2 separate regions of the Rattus norvegicus genome follow, and region 2 is linked to region 1. The links are chromatin contacts, called in public Hi-C maps. All regions are on one chromosome and are shown on one strand. The core of a region is the stretch at or near the end of the contact, and the rest is flanking DNA. Distances in the headings are between cores, read along the strand shown.

Region 1 (3,021 bases), core at 222-2,721:
GCCTTGCGCTTGCTAGGCAAGCGCTCTACCACTGAGCCAAATCCCCAACCCCCCAGAATCATATTTTAAAACCCTGCATCTAGTGGTTTCATTTCCAAAGGGCACCAAGGACGTATAAAGACCTTGAAAGTCCGAGGGAGAGAAAAACAGTCTTCGCACGGGGATTAGAACAAACGATTTCGGCATCCACCTCATGAGAAAGTGTGCAAGCAGGAGTCACAGCATTTTTCAAGTGCTTATGAGGGTGCTTGTCAACTTAGAATTTATTCTGATTTCCTCAGGCAAACAACCAAGAGACTTATCTGATGGAATGAAACTCTAACAATCAGAGAACTCCTGTGGTGTTTAGAGGCAGTCACCGGAGCTCTGTCTCCTTATCCGGAGAGCATACAACCTGCATTTACTGAGCTCTGAGTATATTGCAGGCATTGTTCCAGACATGAGAATTAACTCACTAAATCTTCAGAACTGGGGCTGGAAAGATGGCTTAGCAGTTAAGAGGACTTGCAGCTCTTGCAGAGGACTGCAGTTCGATTCCTACATCCAACATCTCAAAGCCACCTATAGTTCTGAGAGATCCTATACCTTCTTCTGACTTCTGTGGGCACCCTCGCCTTGTGTGCAGATACACACAGATACACAAAAAAATGAAATATTTTGAGGAGGATTTTGGTTTTGGTTTTGTTGTTTTTTTGTCAGTTTATTTTTAAAGATTTATTTATTATATATAACTAGCTGTCTCCAGACACACCAGAAGAGGGCATCAGATCTCATTACAGATGGTTGTGAGCCACCACGTGGCTGCTGGGATTTGAACTCAGGACCTCTGGAAGAGCAGTTAGTGCTCTTAACCACTGAGCCATCTCTCCAGCCCTTGTTTTTGTTTTTGAGACATAGTCTGACCATGTTGCCTTAGCTGGCCTGGAACTCACTATGTAGACCATGCTGGCCTTGAACTCACAGAGCTCTGCCTGCCTCTACCTCGGCATCCTGAGTACTGGGATGGAAGGCATGTGCCATCAAACCCAGCAACATAAGTCTTAAAAAAAATTTACAATCATCACAGGTATTGCAACCATCTATTTATTTCTTTTTGCAGTACTGGGATCAGAACTCTGAGATTCTCACAAATTAAGCAAGCACCCTACCCCCTCCTCCCCAAATCCCTTAGGAAAGATTGTCTGGTCCAATGTCACAACTTTCAAAGTTGAGGTCAGATTTCAGAATACTGTGCTCTTACCAACCTGCCTCTCCTGTGCCAACCGTTCTTAACTTTGGGGTTATATGTTTTGAGGGGGTTCTGTGTGCTCTCCCTCAGCTCAACAGAAGTTTGCCTATTTCAAAACCTCAGCCCCCACTTTCTACGAGCCTCCACCAGCCTCACTTAGACTAGTTATTTATCTCCTGGAGGGAACTGTCTAGAGACCAAAGGGGAAGCTTCGCCAGCACCGCAGGCGACTAGAATTGAGTTGAGCTGTGAGGGAGATGCTGGGTCACTGAAGATGGGGAACCAGGAGCTCCAGGACTGGACCGCAGCGCAGCATGATGCAGCTGATCCTCAGAAACACGGTGCGCTCGTATATCCCTCTGCTAGCCTCAAAATCTTGCGTGGCTCCCAGCATCTTGGAGTCACAAGACAGGTGATTCTGGGCTGCGAGTATCTCAGAACTCTGGTCCCGGGTGCACAGCGGCGATTCCCCGGCTGAACTCTGATCTTTCGGGCTGAGGGGGCTGGGCAGAACCTGTCGGCGCCGCCCCGGGCCACCTTAGGAGCTGTCCAGTGCTGACCACCGTTGCCTCCGAGCCCCCAGGGTGCTCGGACCAGAGCCTGCCGCGCCCCGCAGAGCCTGGGCTGAGCTGCTGGGAGCGCTGACGCAGAGCGCCGGGAGAGCTGGGAGCAGTTGGCTCTGAGCTGAACATGGATCTGCAGAGACCGGACTCCTACCAGGGCGGAGCTGGCCCTCATTTCAGCGAGCATGTCCTACACAAGGTAAAACTCTCCTCTGGGCGCCCACCTCAACGCCGGAAGTTCTCTCTCCTCCCCTGACTTTTGCTTTGGGACTTAAAGGAGAAACTAGCTGGTGTCTGTCACCCTAGGCAAAAAATCCTCTGTGTGAGCCTGTTTGATGCTCAAGAGAAAAATACGTGCGCGCTGGGGGAGGGGACGCCTCCAGAGGCCCAGATTATTGGAGGCTGCATTCATTCATTCAGTTAACCCTCTCCTCCCCGTACACATCTCCTTTTCCCTGCCATTTGAAATCCTATGCACAAGTGTCTCAGCTCTTCCTAAGCCTTGCGAGAGGTTGCATTTCTCCTCCCAGTTGTTTCTGTAAACTCCAACTCCATATAATCTGGGAGCAGCGGTCCACCTTGCTGCAACCGTCATAGATAGTGATCTGCAGCTGGGTATGGAGGTGCACGCCTGTACTTCTAGTATTTGCTGGAAGCAGATGACGCAGGGGAATCATGAGTTCAAGGCCAACTTGGGCTACCTAGGGAGTTCCAGGTCAGTCTTGGCTATGTTAAGCCAAGTGCTCCTGTTGGGGGGGGGGGGCGGGGATGGAGGAGAAGGAGAGAGAGAGAGAGAGAGAGAGAGAGAGAGAGAGAGAGAGAGAGAGAGAGAGAGAGAGAGAGAATGAATATGAGATTGGTGTTCAAACTGCAGGCAGATTGCTGTAATCAAAACTAGATGCCCCCTACCAAGAGATCTACAGATGCAAGCTTTGAAATAATCTGGTAAGTTCTTCTCTATCTTAAAATTAAAGTCCAGAGAAGCAAAGTGATTGAAAGCCAGGGACTGCGAGTTCAAAAGGAGTTTTCTATTCACTGTACCCCTTCAGAACCTCTCAGCAGAGTGTGGTCCCAGGGCCAGCCATGCGAGTGTTACCTGGGAGCCTGTTAGGAAGCCACATCTCAGACCTGGTGGATGATCCTGCATTTTAACAAGTTCCCAGGAGAGCAAGCGTCTAAGTTTCAGACACATGCCTTGTGCTCTGCTGTCTATTTCTTATCCGAAAGACC
Region 2 (2,984 bases), core at 196-2,695, 98 kb after region 1:
GTGTCTTCTGAATTACCTTAGGGTTTCTTAATCTACCATCCTAGAAGAATAAGTCTGGGGTGTGTGTGTGTACCATGTGCCTGGTGCCCACAGAGACCAGAAGAGGACATCAGATTCCCCCAGAACTAGAGTTAAAGACAGTTGTGAGCTGTCATGTGAGTGCTGGGAACTGAACCCAGGTCCTCTGCAAGAACAGCACATGCTCTTAACCACTGAGCCATCTCTCCAGAGCATACTGCCTCTCTCCCTCTCCCTCTCCCCCTCCCCCTCCCCCTCTCCCTCTCCCTCTTTTTCTCTCGCCCCCTCTTCCTCTTCCTCTCCCTTCTTCTCTCTCCCTTCTTCCCTGTCTTTTTAAATTTCTTTTTTTTAAACTGTTATGTGTGTCTGTTCTTGCGTGTAGGCAAGAAGAGGGTGTTAGATCCCTTGCAGATCCCCGAACTGAATTATAGGTGCTCATGAGCCTGACCTGGGTGCTATGGCCCAGACTTAACCTGTAATTTGCCAGATCAGGTAGGCCAGCTAGACAGCAAGCTCTAAGGGTCCCCTGCATCTGCTTCCCAAGGGGGTCCCCCTGCATCCACCTCCAGTGGATCCCCCTGCATCTGCCTCCCTAGTATTGGGATAACAAGTGCTTGCTCCCATCCCCAGGCTTCTTTGAGTGTTTGTTGTTGGTCCCCCCCCCCCCCAAGCTGGGGACCAAACCCTGGGCCTTGCGCTTCCTAGGTAAGCGCTCTACCACTGAGCTAAATCCCCAGCCCCGAGTGTTTGTTATTGTGAGACAGTGGCTAGCCTTGAACTCACTATTTAGACCAGGCTGGCCTCGAATTCACAGAGACCCACTTGCCTCTTCCTCCTGAGTGCTGGGATTAAAGTAATGGACCACCACACCCCACCTTCTTACATGGGCGCTCAGGAGTAAAGTCAAACCTTGGGTTTGCATGACAAGCACTTTATTGACTCAGCCACCTCCACGGCCCTGCAGTCTTAAATCCTCCTTGGGGCTCAGATACCATTGCTGCCTCCTGATGCCTTTGACTGCCCTCAGGGGACGCTTCTGAGAGATGGTGCTTGGCTGTGCTGGGTACTTTCTGGTGCAGGGATGCAGGCAGACACTACGCTGTACTAAGCTCTCTAGGGTGGCGCTGCGGGGCTATGCCTTCCCTGGTTCAGCACACAGGGGAGCCAGGCGAGCCTGCATGTGTAGGTTGGTCTTCAGAGAATACAACAGGGCCTCATTCCTCCACTTTCTGCCACCCTTCCAAGGAGGCCGCCTCCTCCCCCACGGTCATGTGACGACCTTTTCCCCTCCACAGCTCCTCTTGACCTATGCCGAGGCTGAGTTGAGAGTGGCTTCCTTTTGCCTGCTCCTCATGACCAATGCTCACTGGGCACCTTTCCTGAAAGCACAGAGGATTTAGTGTGCGCCCAGATTGCTGAGGCCCACAGGTGGCAAAGGAACCCTGCCTTGCACTGCTGAGCTCCCCAGTGGACACACAGTGTTTACCCCGGACCTAAAAATAGCAACAGAGAAAGACAAACAAGTCTAGAAGTCTGTTTCCTAGTTTACTTTTATTTTTAATCAGAAATTGTTAGGTGTTTTCCCTGAACGTATACAAGTGCACAATATGATTGCAGTTCCCACAGAAGCCAGAAGAAGTTGTCAGATCCCTTGGAACTAAAACTACAGATGGTTGTGAGCCATCATATGCTGTAGGGAATGGAACCCAGGCCCTCTGGACGAACAGCCGGTGCTCTTAACCACAGAGCCATCTCCTCCACCCTACAAATGTTCGTTTTCTGGACAGGATTTCTCGTGTAGCCCTGGCTGTCCTAGGACTCACTCTGTAGACCAGGCTGGCCCTGAACTCAGGTCTGCCTGTCTGCCTCCTGAGTGCTATGCCCCTTCTACAAGTGTTTCTTATACTTCTCAAAAAATTTTACCTGCATGTATGTCTGTGAGAGTGTGTCAGATCCCCTGGAACTGGAGTTATAAACAGTTGTGAGCCGCCATGTGGGTACTGGGAATTGAACTCAGGACCTCTGTAACAGCAGCCTGTGCTCTTAACCACTGAGCCATCTCTCCAGCCCCATGTCACGTTCTTAAAGCCCTTTGCCTTGCTTCCACCATGAGAAGCCTCTCAGAAGGCCGTTTTCATTAAAGTTCCTACCACTGCTTAGTGTTTCTCTTAAAAATGTTAGGTAGAGAGCAAGGCTGCTCAGAATCTAGATGATGTCAGGGGGTCAGCCGGGGTCTGTTCTCAGTGCCTACGGGGAGCCCACCAGAGATGGCCACTCAGACACAGCATAGAGCCAATTGAAAGTCTTTATGCCAGCTGACTGGGACCACACCCAAGTATTGATGGGGGTGACAACATAAACCGGACAGGGACCTAGGTATGGCCCCACGTGTGCAGATCATGGGATTTTAAAGGGCAGAGACCTCGTCCAGACACATTGCTCATCAGCTGAGGAGGGCCGGGGGCTTCGCAGAGTAAGCAGTTTGAAGCAGGCAGTTTTAGCAGACACTAGGACGCTAAGATAAGAGGTTATCTGGAGGAGGTTCCGCACAAACAGGCTGAGATAGCTTAGGCCATCCTGACCTTTGGTTCCTAGAATAGCATTACATGGTTTCCCCTGGAATTCTCTATCAAGGAGATCAGATTCTTGTTAAACCAGAAGCAGGCTCAGCAAGACTACAAGGTGGAGGAACTCTGCACCGTCTTGGCCTGTCACCCCTGCTCCAAACCCCCCAAACCATAGCACCCCCATCATTTCCACAAGGGCCTGTGTCCTCTGTGGCTTGGTTCACCAACCACAGCCACTGTAAGGCTCCCAGGACGCCCTATGCACCCCTGTAAGAATGTGACGTCAGAATCCACGTCACACACGGTCTCACACGGATCCGGACACTGTGGACCCCTAGCTAATAGACTTCCAGGTGCCAGGGTCTCTCAGCCGAGGACAGGAGGGTGGCCACGCATTTC

What was found. A called contact is a pair of places that touch in the nucleus more often than the background predicts.
Region 2: a contact with region 1 is called in a Hi-C map of liver, with 3 times the contacts expected there. The contact joins the enhancer-like site here to the promoter of Rab37 in region 1. A contact is called at or near these places in 7 of 12 Hi-C or Micro-C datasets (the A7r5 cell line, the Rat2 cell line, Schwann cells and 4 more).

The regions. Positions count from the first base shown.
Region 1 is chr10:100,831,769-100,834,789 of GRCr8, forward strand. Rab37 (RAB37, member RAS oncogene family) reads left to right here and starts at 1,472. Exons shown (of 9, transcript XM_006247775.5): 1 at 1,472-1,990. The coding sequence starts at 1,919. It overlaps Trnaa-agc73 (transfer RNA alanine (anticodon AGC) 73), which reads right to left and starts at 58; the gene lies at 1-58.
Region 2 is chr10:100,929,601-100,932,584 of GRCr8, forward strand. The region is part of intron 2 of Tmem104 (transmembrane protein 104); the gene reads left to right. Among named protein-coding and RNA genes, the nearest start is that of Tmem104, 4.8 kb to the left of the region's middle. Within about 2 kb of position 1,446, at least 2 of the 93 cell types and tissues checked have an H3K27ac peak or open chromatin away from gene starts, as enhancers often do. A contact at or near this core is called in liver, where this site is marked.